Linked DNA regions of Mus musculus: all the other regions are linked to region 4. A link is a contact called in public promoter capture Hi-C data. All regions are on one chromosome and are shown on one strand. The core of a region is the stretch at or near the end of the contact, and the rest is flanking DNA. Distances in the headings are between cores, read along the strand shown.

The links. Promoter capture Hi-C pulls out the DNA fragments that hold promoters and counts their contacts.
Region 1: a contact with region 4 is called in a promoter capture Hi-C map of liver, with 4 times the contacts expected there. The contact joins the promoter of Ajm1 here to the promoter of Dipk1b in region 4. A contact is called at or near these places in 6 of 39 promoter capture datasets (the C10 cell line, embryonic stem cells, liver and 2 more).
Region 2: a promoter capture Hi-C map of liver shows a contact between it and region 4, with 4 times the contacts expected there. The contact joins the promoter of Uap1l1 here to the promoter of Dipk1b in region 4. A contact is called at or near these places in 1 of 39 promoter capture datasets (liver) and 2 of 9 other capture datasets (adipose tissue and liver).
Region 3: a promoter capture Hi-C map of pre-B cells shows a contact between it and region 4, with 4 times the contacts expected there. The contact joins the promoter of Ptgds here to the promoter of Dipk1b in region 4. A contact is called at or near these places in 3 of 39 promoter capture datasets (the C10 cell line, liver and pre-B cells).

Annotation. Positions count from the first base shown.
Region 1 is chr2:25,578,664-25,582,035 of GRCm38.p6, forward strand. Ajm1 (apical junction component 1) reads right to left here and starts at 1,436. Exons shown (of 1, transcript NM_001005424.2): 1 at 1-1,436. The coding sequence starts at 1,234.
Region 2 is chr2:25,364,171-25,367,819 of GRCm38.p6, forward strand. It overlaps Uap1l1 (UDP-N-acteylglucosamine pyrophosphorylase 1-like 1), which reads right to left and starts at 1,493. Exons shown (of 9, transcript NM_001033293.3): 1 at 1,157-1,493; 2 at 711-915; 3 at 342-517; 4 at 1-103. The coding sequence starts at 1,445.
Region 3 is chr2:25,467,585-25,471,065 of GRCm38.p6, forward strand. It overlaps Ptgds (prostaglandin D2 synthase (brain)), which reads right to left and starts at 2,165. Exons shown (of 7, transcript NM_008963.3): 1 at 1,976-2,165; 2 at 1,404-1,543; 3 at 1,249-1,325; 4 at 488-604; 5 at 234-335. The coding sequence starts at 2,089.
Region 4 is chr2:26,626,903-26,630,456 of GRCm38.p6, forward strand. It overlaps Dipk1b (divergent protein kinase domain 1B), which reads left to right and starts at 1,555. Exons shown (of 5, transcript NM_019833.3): 1 at 1,555-1,797. The coding sequence starts at 1,735.

The sequences.
Region 1 (3,372 bases), core at 186-2,685, 1.0 Mb before region 4:
GGGTGCGGTAAGGCCTCGGACCCCAGTCAGCCCAGGGTGGGCTGCTGCGCGGGTGCGGGTAAGTCCGAGCCAGTACATCGCGTTCTCGGTACCTCCCAAAGTCCTCGGTGTAGAAAGTGCGGGCTCCAGGGTGCGCCCGGGGCTCTTCTGGGACATACCGGGGAACGAAAGGCATACCGTAGGCTCGAGTTGTCTCCCCGTAGTAGGAGCGGGAGGGGGGCTCCTGGATCGGGAAGGTGCGTACTTCGCCAGCATAGTAGCTGCCCCCACGCCTTGGACTGGGTCTAGGGGGTTCTTCGGACAAGTAGGGCCTGGAACAGTAGCCATCAAAGGGAAGGCCGGGGCTTGTGGTAAAGCTGCCTGCGTAGCCCTCTGGCTCCTCGGTGTAGAAGAATTGGGTGGGACCTGGAGGCGTTGTGAAGGGTTGACTGCGGTGCTCCAAGTAGTCCCGGGGCCCAGGCAGTGGCCCGTCACAGTACAGAGTTCTGGGGTCAGTACAGTACAAGTCACTGGGGGTAGGAGTGCGTGACAGGGCCACGTGGCGAGGGCCGGGAACTGTGAGGCCATGGAACTGTGGAGCTGTGCGAGCCCAGGACGTCGTCTCTCTAGGTGCGCAAGATCGCGAGCTTCGGGCGGCGTGCTGCAGCACTGCCTCGTCCGGCTTGATGTCCAAACGGCAGCGGACATGGGGGACAGGTCCAGAGGGTGGTTCCGGTGGTGCGCAGCGGCCTGGGGTGGCGCATAGAGGCGCGATGCGTCCGGGGCCTCCCCGCTGTGGCTGGAGCTTGATGGGGTGCAGCTCATTAGCGAGAGCTCTCAGCGCAGGATACGAGGGCTCCCGGCGCGGCGACCCCTCCACCCGCACTGCACGCTGGGCTTCCCGACCTCTGCGTTGCAGTACGGGCGGCGAAGCTGGAGCAGTCGCCAGGCCTTGGGACGCACGGGGCGCGCTCTTGGAACGGGTGCGGCGCCGAGGCTCGCTGTCTCTGGGTCGGGCGCGCGGTGGCGCAGGTTCAGGAGGTGGCGGCTCTGGGTGTGTCTCCATGGTGGGCTCGTCCAGTGCCTCTAAGAAGTCAAAACTACGGCAGTGGCGCTTGTTGAAAGGCGTGGGCGCAGCAGGCCGGGCCACGGATCGCTCACATGGCTGGCGTTTGGACGTGAGCCCTGGGTCCACCACCTTGATGTCCTGGTACACGGTCGACACCAGCAAGTCCGGCGGGTCCGTGCGGGTCATCTTAAAAGACGTCCCCAGGCTGGCAGCTCCAGTCACACGGCCTTTCGGGGATTTTGCCCTGGGAGGAGATACCGGTCAGGGCAGCCTCCTCTGCACCCCAAGCCCTTTACCCCACCCCACCCCACGTGCTGGTCCGGCTTACCTGGGGCATAGGGGATGGTGCAGCCTTGGCTGCAGGTCATGGTCAAGGCTTCTGGTGCTGCCTCCATGCCTATGTTAGATGTACCTGCAGGAGAAAGCTCACAGTCCATGCGACCTGTGGGGTAGATGGGCCAGGAGAATTTAGGCTACTGTGGACCTTCTTTGTAGAGGGAACTCCTGAGTTAAACCTGCCAGGCATTCTCTCCCCCTACTAGGGTCGGTTGGGCAGGCTTAGGTAGATCAAAGCGGGACGTGATCTCAGCACTACTGCCCTCTGGTGCCTACAGTTGGAACGATGCACTTTTAGATTTCCTTACAGGTAGACCCTCTGATAATGCAGAGTCCCAGGTGAGTCAATGAATGGTTCCTGCCTGCCGACTAGGCTGGGCAGAGAACTCTTCTCCTAGCACTCAAGTCCTTTTTAACTAAGCGTAAGTCCCCTCAACTCGATGAGGTCCTAGGCAGAGGAATGATCCCAGAGTTTTCTTGGGTCTCAAATCCCTCTTCCTTTTGCATAAATCTTGGACCCCAGTTGCTTGAATGAAACCCACCAAGCTTGCTGGAACAGAGAAGGCTACAGCAAGACTCTCCTGCTTTGCAGAATTGCACATGGACCCTTCCCCCACCCCCAGTGTGTGCTAAAGCCAGGTTTAGGCTACAGAACCACGTGGGGCCATGTGAGCCACGAGTTCATGGTGTCCTTCCTCTAAGCTGAAAACTACCACTAGTGTACCAAGCCAGGAGGCTGCTAGCTAGGAGGAGGCAGAGGAGAGGGCGGGAAAGCCCCTCCCCAGGACAGAGTCCTTCCCACTCTGGCTTTGGAAAGCTCCATGGAAACGTGTGGTTGTTCATCCCTGGAGCTATGGGCTGAAAACGATCTAGGCTAATGTTCAGATGTGGGCCACCAGTGTCTGTGGTCTCCAGGGCCTGGAGCTGGCTAGAGAAAGAGGGTTTAAGAAGGCGATCACACACACACACACACACACACACACACACACCCTCCCCCCATAATGCACCTACTCCCAGGACATCTGCTCCAGAGGAAGTTGAGAGTGTGTTGGGGCCTGGCAGGACTTGTAAGTGGATGGGCCTTTCGGGTCTCTAGTCCAGGTGTACAAGGGGCTGTTAGAGGGGTGCTCTTTGGAGTCAGAGCTACTAAGTACCAAGGCTTGTTCCAAACCCAGGTTCATGCCGACCCTATTAAGACCCCTTTCATTCTAAACTCAGTGCCAGGTCAGAGTTTGGGTGAGATGACAGGGTCTGAGGCTCCGCCCCAGGAAGGTGACAGTCGGCTTTGCTGGCTGCAGCTGTCAGGAGCAGTGCACTGTGACACACGCTCCCTTTGGGATGGGGTTGGGGCTTGCTCTTGTATCCTAGGTATTTTGAAGGCCCTTCCCAAATAGCAGTCCTGCTTTGGCCCGTCCTGGAGCAGCCATCAGCAAGAACCTAGTCTGCGTTGCTTGGGGGCGGGGACTCCTCATCCTTCCGTGCAGCCCCCTCCCGTGCCAACAGCTCCACATGCTGGGCAGTTTGGCTTGGCCTCTTACCTGGTGATTACTCCACGAGCCGAGCCCGAGTAGTCTGCATAGCCCAGGTCGGTCCCAGTGTGTACCTGGCCCCGCTATAAATATATATATATATATACATACACCCGGTACCAGCAGAAGCTTGGAGGCAGCAGCTGTGATCCTGGCCTGGCGGCTCAGTACTGCCCCTAGTGGCTACCAATAGAATAGCACTTAAAGGGGCCGCGTTATAAGGTAGGTGTATACTGGGACCACAGACGACCTAGCTCTCATTTTAGGCGGTGTAGAGTGAAGGGTAATGTATAGCATCCCCAAAGCACAAATCTTTCGGTCTGAACAGGGAGTCCCTTGCACCAAGAGAAGCCTGCCAGAAGGATTCCAGGCAGGGTCCTGTAAGGAGCCAGAAACCTTGGCTTGTCTTTAGAGAAACTGGGTTTGGGGAAGTTTCCAGAATACACGTCTGTGGTTGGA
Region 2 (3,649 bases), core at 243-2,742, 1.3 Mb before region 4:
ATGTTGTCTACGCAGTACACATGCACAAACTCCACACCCCGCTGCTTCATGTCCTCCAGGATCTGGTGGTCAGCCAGTGCACAGTACAAACCCCCGTTGCCATCTATAAAGGAGAAAGGAGTAGGATACCCATGGACTGTGGCCTGATCTCCTGCTCAGTTTAGTAAGTGCTGCAGGTGCACAAACCAAGAGCCTGTGACTCCAGACTGGCCAGAGCCACATGCCCAGGGCCACATAGCCTGCCTGAGTACATCTTACCTGGGAGTCAGGCCTCCTGATCCACAGCTGTACTCTGTGGCCCAGGTGGGGCAACCTGTTCCTATCCAAGGTGTGGGCCATACCTGGGGCCATGGCAACTTTGTCTTTCCGTTCCAGGATGGCCTTGCCCTCAAAGGTCACAGCAGGTAGCATGCGCTGCTCGAACAGCACTACGTTAGTGGGGTCCAGGTGGAAGAAGTCATGCTCCTTGAAGAACTTGATTGTGGGTCCCAGGGTAAACTCACTGGTCATGATGTACCTGTAAATGTCCTAGCAGTGAGCTGCTTCCAGGGGAGTCCAGCTCAATCTGGCAAGTCTAGAAGGGGTTCAGTAATGGCAAGTACTGGGCTCTGTCTAGGGCCGTGCTAAGATTGGGTCTAAGGTCTTGGTGTGGGGTAGGCCTGGGTCAATTTAGGGGTGGTCTTTTTGGGAGGCTGGCATGGAGGACACACCAGGGCACAGTGCAGTGGGTCCCCTGTCGCTGGTCAGCCAACTGTTGGACACGCCGGATCCGCTCTGCTTGCAGTTGATACAGGGTCTTCTGGCTGGGCAGCCCAACTTGATACATGCCCTTTGGGTATGTGACGCCCAGGCGAGTGCCCTGCCCACCCGCCAGCAGCAGGACAGCTACCTTGTTCAGAGAAATCTGTCGGAAACCTGGAGGAGAGGTGCATCGTGAGATAAGGCCTCTTTCACTTTGGAGAACCACAAGTGAGCACGACTTCGGGGGTTACTAGGCACAGGAGGAAGAAGTTGCAAGGCAAATAACTCTCCGCTGCACTTCCCGAGTCCGTGTCCTCCACTCCGCCCCCACTACCCCCACCGCCCATAGGCTCTAACTCTTCCGGCCTCAACGGGCCGGACCTGCCCAACCCCAGCCTGGCACGGCGCTGCCTACCTTCCTCTTCCCACCGCAGGCGTGTCTCTTGGTCACAGCGGATCGCGCTGCCCACGCGTTCTGGGGGCAGGGGCTGCAGGCGCGCAGCCAGGTCCGGCAGAGGACCCGGAGCTAGCGCGCCCGCAGCTGCGGCGCGCTGGCAGTGCTCACGCAGCGCGTCGGCCTCCAATGAGGCGAGCTCCGCTAGCAGTGCGGCTCGGGCTTCCGGAGCCAGGTCGGCATAGAAGCGCAGGAGATGGTCCTGGCCCGCACGCTGCAGCTGTGCGCGTACATCCCTCTCCGAGTCCATACTGCAACTGCAGCGGCCGCCTCAGCCTGTACTCGTGACTTTCTGACCAATGTCACGAGACCAGGCCGGGGGCTGAGATCCCAGGGGGGCGGGCCCAGGGTGCGGCACCTCCACCCAGGACCCCGCCCCTTTTTCCTCTTGGGCTGCTGTTCTGTCTTCTTTGGCTTCTCCCATCTTTAACCCTTTTAATACAGTTTCCCCTGCGCGTTTCCGGACTTGAATCCTAGGATCTGGCCTCCCAGCATTCAAGGTGTACGGTCCAGAGCAGGCCTTCCTAGTACCCCAAGGTCTAGTCATTTCTCTCCTAAGTAATTCCCACCACGTGAATAAAACTGTTCTGTCTGGGCTGGTGAGATGGCTCAGTGGGTAAGAGCACCTGACTGCTCTTCCGAAGGTCCAGAGTTCAAATCCCAGCAACCACATGGTGGCTCACAACCATCCGTAACGAGATCTGATTCCCTCTTCTGGAGTGTCTGAAGACAGCTACAGTGTACTTACATATAAATAAATAAATAAATCTTTAAAAAAAAAAAAAAAAAAAAAAACTGTTCTGTCCTTGCCCCGGGGAAGAAAGAAGTCTGAGGTATCTGCACTGGGCTGACCAGACATAACCCAGCCTCCTCCCTGTCCACAGCCAGAAGGGTTGTCTGCAGCAGACTTGTTGCAGAGCCATTGTTTGTGGCATGAATTCCGGAGTAATGGCACTTACGCTTTGAAGTAGCCTTAGCGTAACTTAGTCCCAAGACATACCTGACAAACCAGGAAGTCTCGAATGGCTGAGAATTGCTTAGATGATGGTTCCTTCAGACAACCCCTAGATCAGATAAAAAAGGTTTTGGTGTGTGGAAATTGACTTGCTAAAAGTGCCTTTTGTGAAACTGGGAAAAGTTACTTCTGGAAAAAGTGCTTCTGGGAAGCAGCTAGCCTCCAATCCCCGATAGGCTGATGACTGTCATGTGTCAGTGTCTCTCTTTCTTCTGACTAATCCTCTGAGCAACCCAGAAGCAAGACAGCGGCCTGGGAGCCTCTCTCCTTAGAAGCTGAGCCTGAGAGGAGTCGGCTTGACCCTGTAAGCATTCACCTAGAACCCCCACTGCTAGCCTGGGGGCAGCAGGCAGACCCAGGCTAGCTTCAACCTGCACCCACCTCCCCTCACCTGCCTACCTTTAGGAACTCAGTTGTTCCAGACTGGCTCTGCATCCCCTTACTGCTTTAGTTTGCTTTTTCATAAAACCTCTTGTTTCTTTTTGTTGTTGTTGTTTTGTGTGTGTTGTTTTTTATTTTTGAGATGAGATTTCTCTGTGTAGTCCTGGCTGTCCTGAAACTCATTCTGTAGACCAGATGGGCCTCAAACTCAGAGATCTGCCTGCCTCTGCCTCCTAGTGTTGGGATTAAAGGTGAGCACCATCATCACCTGGTATAGATAAAACCTCTTGTAAAAAGTATAAAAGCAGGGCTAGAAAGACGGTTTAGTGGTTAAGAGCACTGCCTACCCTTCCTCACAACCATCTGTAATGGGATTCAATGTCCTCTTCTGGTGTGTCTGAAGTGTATTTACACATAAAATAAGTAAGTCTTAAAAAAATTTACGCCGGGCGTGGTGGCGCACGCCTTTAATCCCAGCACTCGGGAGGCAGAGGCAGGAGGATTTCTGAGTTCGAGGCCAGCCTGGTCTACAAAGTGAGTTCCAGGACAGCCAGAGCTAGACAGAGAAACCCTGTCTCGAAAAACCAAAAAAAAAAAAAAAAAAATTTACAAAAGCCATTTCTAAAAGTTTGAAGGTAAAGTGTATGGTGGCAAAGGTCTTTAATCCCGGCACTAGGGAGGCATAGGCAAGTGGATCTTTGAGTTGCAGGACAGCCAGGGCTCCACAGAGAAACCCTGTCTCAAATCATCACCACCAACAAACAGGAAAACAGGAAAAAAAGTTCAAGGGTGAGGCTGGAGAGTTAGGGTGCGATCATCATAGGAACTCTTGCGCTCTGCAGCCACGTGATGGCTCTCAACCATCCATAGCTCCAGCTCCAGGAGAGTCTGACACGCTCTTCTCAATCTCCCCAGGGATGAGTGTGATGTGTAGATACTCATACATGGAAAACAGGTGCATAAATCTGAAGGGAAAACAAAGTTTAAATGGTGCTTTAAGATCCAAACTAAAGGGCTGGTGAGATGGCTCAGTCGGGTAAGAGCACCCGACTGCTCTT
Region 3 (3,481 bases), core at 915-3,414, 1.2 Mb before region 4:
CTGGCAGACAGGGGAGCTAGGTGTCCACCAGGAACAGGATTCCCAATAAAGGGGGCTGTAGGTAGATGTAATAATGTCGGACAGACTGACACCTCCATTTATTTCCTTGAAGCCCCCTGGACTAGCAGGTAGTAGGGCAAGGCTAAGCTCGCCCTAGTTGCCCTCACTTGCTGCAACCAGAGGCTGCACTAATCTGACTATAATTCCCTCCCCAGCAGCTTAGCCCCCCTCACCCGGTTGGGGCAGGAAAACAATGTCCTCCTCTGTGAGGCCCTGGGCCTTGCTAAAGGTGGTGAATTTCTCCTTCAGCTCGTCCTTCAGAGTCTGGGTTCTGCCTGGTAGATAAAGAACGGTCTGGTGTCAGGAAGCAAAAAGCCCCCGCCCTGCTCCCACACACCTTTGTTACTGTTCTCTAGGGTCAGGTCTTGGTCTGTTTCCAACCCCAGGCATCTCCCCTGTGCGTGGACCTGTGGGCTGGGATACCTACTGTAGAGGGTGGCCATGCGGAAGTCCTGGCCTGGGCCCTTGGTGCCTCTGCTGAATAGCAGAGCGTACTCGTCATAGTTGGCCTCCACCACTGACACGGAGTGGATGCTGCCCGAGTCTGGGAACCCAAGAAATGACACTGATTGGAACATGTGGCTCCCACATCTCCGTCCCTCTGCTCAGAGCGGGTGGCCTTTGGGGGCTTCTCTGTGGGGGGGGGTCTCAGGTCTTCTTCATCCACCTCTGCTCTGGCTGCCCTCCCTGTCCCCCCCCCCCCGCGTCCCCCCCCCCCCCGGGTGGCCACCAGACAGTTTCTAGCTCCCTGCCTGAACAGCCTGGGAACACTGTCTCCAAACCATAAGTCTTAGGGAGAGAGTAGAAAGCACTTAGACCGAAGACATCAGCAGGCTGGGTTACAATATAGCCGGAAGGCAAAGGGAATAGGGTTCTGGTGGGGAGCCAGAGCTCAGGTGAGGGGTGGAAAGAGGTCCTTGGATAGAAGCTATGAAATGTGGGTAGGATTTGGGGAATGCCTGTATGTGACCCACTTGAGCAGCAGAGTACTGGAAAATTCCATTTGGGCAGGAAAGGGACCTTGAAGAATGTGGGTGGGCCTCAGAGAGGCTAAAGTCCCCAGAGAGAGGTGGCCCCGTGTGCCTGAGGCAGACTCACAATCAGACCTGGCCTTGGATGTGCTGTGACCATTATCCCCACAATTTTGGGACAGAGGGTTGTACCCAGATAAGGAAGTGGCTCACTCACGGGGGCTGCTGTAGGTGTAGTGTCCAGGAGCCCCCGCAGGCTGCAGTACCATGATCTTGGTCTCACACTGGTTTTTCCTGTGGGTAGATTGCCCTTGAAGTAAGGGACCAAGCCCCAGGATGTCTCCCAGAATTTGCCATAACCCCTTGTCTCACCTGAGGAAGGTAGAGGTGAGATTGAGGCCGCCTTCTGTGGAGGGGGCTACCACTGTCTTGCACATATACAATACAGCTTTCTTCTCCCGGAACCAGCTTGAGTTGGAGGCGAGGCCCGCGCTGTACCAGCGCCCCAGGAACTGCGACCAGTGGATGCCTGGGTCTGCTCCATGAGCCCCTCATGGGCAGACCCTGGTGGGCTGGTCTTCCCTCCTCTGACTCCTCCCCACACAGGTCCTAGCAGCATGCCTCTCTCTCCACTCCCCTCCCTTTCTAGCAGGCTGGCTCATCGCCCCATGGAGGAGTGGGTAGCAGAGACCCCCCTCTTTCCCCAGGGTGTTGAACTCCTTGTCTTTGTCACAGCCCTCATCCTAGTCCACTATATCAGAGCATACCACATTCCTGACAGAGTCAGGTGGACCAACCAGGCTGTGTGCCAGGGTGGTTCCAGCTAGCTCCCATGCACAAGCACACAGGCTGACAGTGCCCAGAACACCCTCTTTGGTAAGAGAAAGCCTGGCTCTGGCCTGAGGGCTCTGCTTCTTTGGGTGTGGGGTAGGGGGCCTTCTCACCTTGTCTTGTTGAAAGTTGGGCTGCACTGTGTCATGGCCCTGGGCTGGGGTCTGTGGGAATCCCAAGAGACCCAGGAGGACCAAACCCATCCACAGCATGCGAAGAGCAGCCATTTGCTCAGAGCAGAGCAGGTGCCTGGGCCTGATGCCAGCAATGTGGACAAAGCAAGGAAAACTGGGCAGAAGGAGCAGAGGGCACTGTGGAGACCCCCTATTTATGAGTCAGGCTTGGCCTCCACCCAAAGCCCAAGGACTGCCCACTGAAGGCTCGTGATGTTGGTGTGAGGGAGGGTGGCTGTCCCAGCTGCAGCCTCATCTGCTAATTATGTAAGAGGTTCCAGCTGAGCCCCACACCTCCTAGAAGAAGAAACCTCTGCCTGCCCCCATCCCCAGCTCCAGAGGCAGAACTGGCTCAGACCTTGCCCACTCCTGCCGGCAAAGCCCACATACCTCACAGTGGGGATGGTGCCGGGTGTGTACTCTGGCGCTTCCCTGCTGCTGGAAAATCTAGTCACTTCCCACCTAGGGCTAAGACCTGCTTCTCACAAGCCCTACCTATCATCCCTCTCCAAGTCCCATGACCCCAGCAGGGAACACAAAGCACCATTTGTGCCTTGAACATTTGGTCCTGAAAGGCTAGCAGTCATGAGGCCATGAGGAACCCTCACCAAGATAAAGAAGCTCACGCACTCTACCCTGAAGCAAATCCAAGAACCGGCATGTTGAGTACAGCCTCCCCCGTGGTCAGCTTCTGGGGTTCACATGGTGGCCCTTTGGGCTCCCATAGAGGTGGTGGGTGGGAAGGGTGAAGCGGTGGGCTTCAAGCTACTATAGGTGAGGACAGAGTCTGTGGCTTCCTCCTGGCTTCCAAGATCTGTCTCTGGATGGGACACCAATGACCACAGAAGAGAGAGAGAGCCAGCCCACACTGCCCTTCATCCCGTCCCTGGGGCCCAGGAACATTTATTTATCCTGGGTTCTGGGGCACAGGATCATTTAACATGAACATCTGAGTGGTCTTTGTGAGGAAGGTCTCTTGCTTTCTCACTAATGTTGGGGCTACCGGAAGTGGGTAGATTCCAGAACCCCTTTACTCAGCCCACCTCAGCCCCTCCCTGCCCAGAACACTCAGCTCCATCCATGCCCAGAACCTAAGGAGAGAGGATCTGTCAGAGGGAAGCTGACCACAGAGCCCGACCCCAGCCAGGCCCAGCGGCTGATCTGGGAGTTTTCTCCAGAGGGGCTGAGGATGGGGGCAAGAAGAACAACATGCCAGGTGGTGGTGCCGCACGCCTTTAATCCCAGCACTTGGGAGGCAGAGGCAGGCAGATTTCTGAGTTTGAGGCCAGCCTGGTCTACAGAGTGAGTTCCAGGACAGCCAGGGCTACACAGAGAAACCCTGTCTCAGAAAAACAAACAAACAAACAAACAAACAAACAAACAGAAGAGCAACATGGCAAAACCTGGGAGCATCAACCTGTGTGTGGGGTCCTGTAGATGACTGAA
Region 4 (3,554 bases), core at 305-2,804:
AGGCAGAGGTGGGTGCTGGGTGCTTTCTTCGATCACTGTCCACCTTTTCCTTTGAGGCAGGGTCTCTTCCTGAACCTCAGGCTGCTTTCTCAGCTAGGCTGTGAACCAGCAAGTCCTAGCAACCATCCTACAACGGCTCCACTCAACCTGTAACCTGGGTTACAGGTGTGCGCAGGATGCTCGATCTGCTACATGGATGCTGAAATTTGAATTTCAATCTTTATGTTTTCACAATAAGTGCTTTCAGCTGCTGAGTCATTTTTTTCAGCCTTCCCGTCACCACACTTAAACTACATTGTTTATCTGACCTGCAAAATCAAGATTGAAGACATAATAAAATAGTCAAACTGCTTAAGCAGCTCGTTTATAATTGGTGCGATAATGAAACAATCCCATGTTTCCCTTCTTTTTTCTCCTTCCTTCTTTTCTCCCTCCCTCCTTCCCTCCCTCTCTCCTTTCTTTCCTTTCTTCTTTCCTCTCTTCCTCCCTCCTTCCATCCCTTTCTTCCAGCCTCTCTCCCTTCCTTCCTTCTTTCCTTCCTTGAGGCAGGGTCTCCCTTTGGGCTTCTGGCTAGTCTGGAATTTGAAACATAGGCCAGGCTGGTCTTTCTGCTTCTGCTTCTTGGTTTCTGGGACACAGACTTGATGCTATTTTCCATTTGTTTTGTGACCTGCTCCTGGCTCTAGTTCTCTTCAGCCTTTCTAGCTTATAAATCCAAACCCTTCAGCTGGGCTCATGGGACTCTCGCTCCACTTTTATGAAGAGAAGGTTGGCCTGGTTCACTAATTGCGAAGCAATTAACATCCTTAAACTAAAGCTGTCTTTTATCATTTTGCAAGGCATATATATATGGACAGCACTGGGGCACAGGGGAAGGCGTATTCCCTGGGAATGCATATGACATCGCTATAGAACCCCTAAGAAAGGTGTGGGTGAGGATTGAGGGCAGCTGATGCGCATGGTGGACGGTGCATTCTGGCCATTGTCTGCTAAGTTCAATAAGCCTCTAACTAAGGTCAGCTGCTGCTTTCCTAATCACCCTAAATGGGAGTCACAGGAGAGGGGCGTGTCTGTCCATGGGCAGAAATCAGAAGAAACTGGTTCTCAGGAGTAGTTGCTGACCGCGTGGGCTGTGGGTCCTTCCCTATGCCCCGGTGCAACAAGGGCTGAAGACTCTCGGTGCCAGAGGTGGTGGCCTCAGGACTGACTAGCCTCACCTGCATACTGGGGAGGGATGGGGGCAGATCCATCAACGTCTTTTACCCTTGAAAAGGTGGAAGAAATGCGCAAGCGCAGGCGGGGACCTTACAGGTCCTCAGCGCCAGCCTGCCCCGGTGTTTCATGCTCACACAGGGTTGCCGTAGCGGGTCCCGGAGCTCTCGGGAGGTTGGGGGTGGGGGGGTGGGGGGTGGCGTAGGTCCCCAGCGGGAGAGCTAGACTAGCCGCGGGGCCGCGCGCCAGTCCTCCCACGCGCGTGCACGCCCCTTCCGTTTGTCTCCACACGCGCGCGCACGCCCCTCTGTCCATCTTCCCGCGCGTGCACGCCCCTCCTCCAGGCCGTCTCCCCGCGCGTGCGTCGCGGTCCTTGCTCAGAAAGGCACGCGCCTTGCCTTTAACGCGAGCCGAGGACGAGCGGCCCGCATGGAGAGCGAGCGGCGGCCGCTGCGGGCCTGGCCGGGCTGGGGCTGAGGCCGAGCCAGCCGCGGGGTTCCGCAGCCGGGGCCGGAGCCCATCATGCGGCGGCTGCGGCGCTTGGTGCACCTAGTGCTCCTCTGCCCCTTCTCCAAGGGCCTGCAGGTAAGCCGCAGCCGGCCAGGTGCTACCACACGGGGAGGGGCAGGGCGTGGGATGGCGAGGGTCGATGGGTGCACGCGGGTGCACCGGAGTCCTTTCTAACCTTCGCAACTTAAAAAAAAAATTCTGGAATAGCAAACTTGGCCAGCCCCTGGCCAGTTCTTGAGACAGCTGGAAACAGGGGCTGTGGTGACCTTGGGCCAGTGGAGGGCCAGCTCCTGTCTGCAGAAGAGGCCCCTCCCCTCATGCTTTGAGGTGATGGAGTCAGGCCTCTGGGCTCCAGCCGCTGGTTGCCACGGTCCTTAGAGCCTACAGGAAGGAGCCAGCCCTCACCAGTCTAGCCAAGGTCTCTCTGAAGGGCCGTCCTGAGGATGCTGGAGGATGCCTTTGTCCTGGGGCCTGGCCTCCCTTAGACTGTTTTACATAAAGGATGAGGACTGAAGCCTGTTGGATGCAGAGCTCTTCCAGGCCCAGATGCCCTTGTCTGCCCTCTTCCAGAGGCAGTAGCTTGTGCTGTGATCCATGCTCAGGCCTAGGTTGGGTTCGTGACCTGAGGTGTATGGGGGACCCTTCTTGTGCCAGGAGATGGGGTGTACCCATACCCCTAGCCCTGAAGCTAGGCCCTGACTCAGCAATGTGTGGACCCAGGAGTGGCAGGAGAGGGGTTTGGGCCAGTTCCCAGTGGGGCTGGTTCAGAGAGAGCCACTGGCTGAGCCCTTCCTGCCCCAAGCCTCAGTTTCCTGCGTGGGAAACACTAGGGCACCTGCCACCTGGCCCGGGTTTCCTGGGCAGGGAGTTTGCTGTGCAGTTACTATCCCTGTAATGACCTTCCCACCTTCCATGTGACTTTTCTGGAGCTGGACTGTTCAGCCTCGAAAATTATGGGCCCAGGGCTTGCCAACTTGTTCCCCACTGAGTGGCAGAAATCTGTGCGAGCTTTTGAGTACCACTGTGGTGAGTCCCGCCCCGGGGTGAGCAAAGACTCAGGGATCCTGGAGAAGAGCTGCGTCAGACAGAGGCCAGGTAAACCATCAAAGCTTAGCCAAGGTAGTCTAGGGGAGCCACCTGTGCCAAGGTGGCTTGGGAGGGCCTGCCTGGAGTGGTCTCTGACCTGCAGGTTTCTAGCGGCTTCTAGTTCTACATCACTTGGGCCAGCCTGGGCCAGCCGCTGTCCTGGCCCTGGCCCTGGCCCTTTGCTCTAGGTGTGGCTGAGTCCTTTGATCTGGCCTCACAGCCAGTGTCCCTGCAATTTCTCAGTCTTCCTGTTTTAATTTTGGACAAATCTGAAAGAAACAGCTGAGTGCCAGAGCCATGAGTGTCCCAGGAGAAGTCCCCAGAGCCATGCCCCGGAATAGGGACCATCTCCTAGAACTTTCTGGAAGAATGTTCTAGAAGAAGGGCTAAGCATCATTCCTGTGGTAGAGGTTCCTTATGTTCTGGCTCGGAGGCAACTAGGGTAAACTTGAGCTCAGCATGACTCCCAAATCCAAAAGTGGGGTGCTAGCTGGTTTCATTCTCAGACTTTCTGGCCGCGGGTAGACAGGAGGCCACAGGAAATTCTTGACATCAGTAGAGTCCCCCCTGTAGGGTTGCCGTGTTGGTTATTCAGGCCACTTAAGAGGCCGGGAAAGCTTTTCCTGTGATGGACTTCCTTTGTAAACTTTGTAAACCCTCAAGGTAGGAAAGTGGCCAGGTGCCTGCCTAAGGAGTCCTCCCTGTCATAACTGATTTCAGCCTCTGTCACAAAGGTCATGTTCATC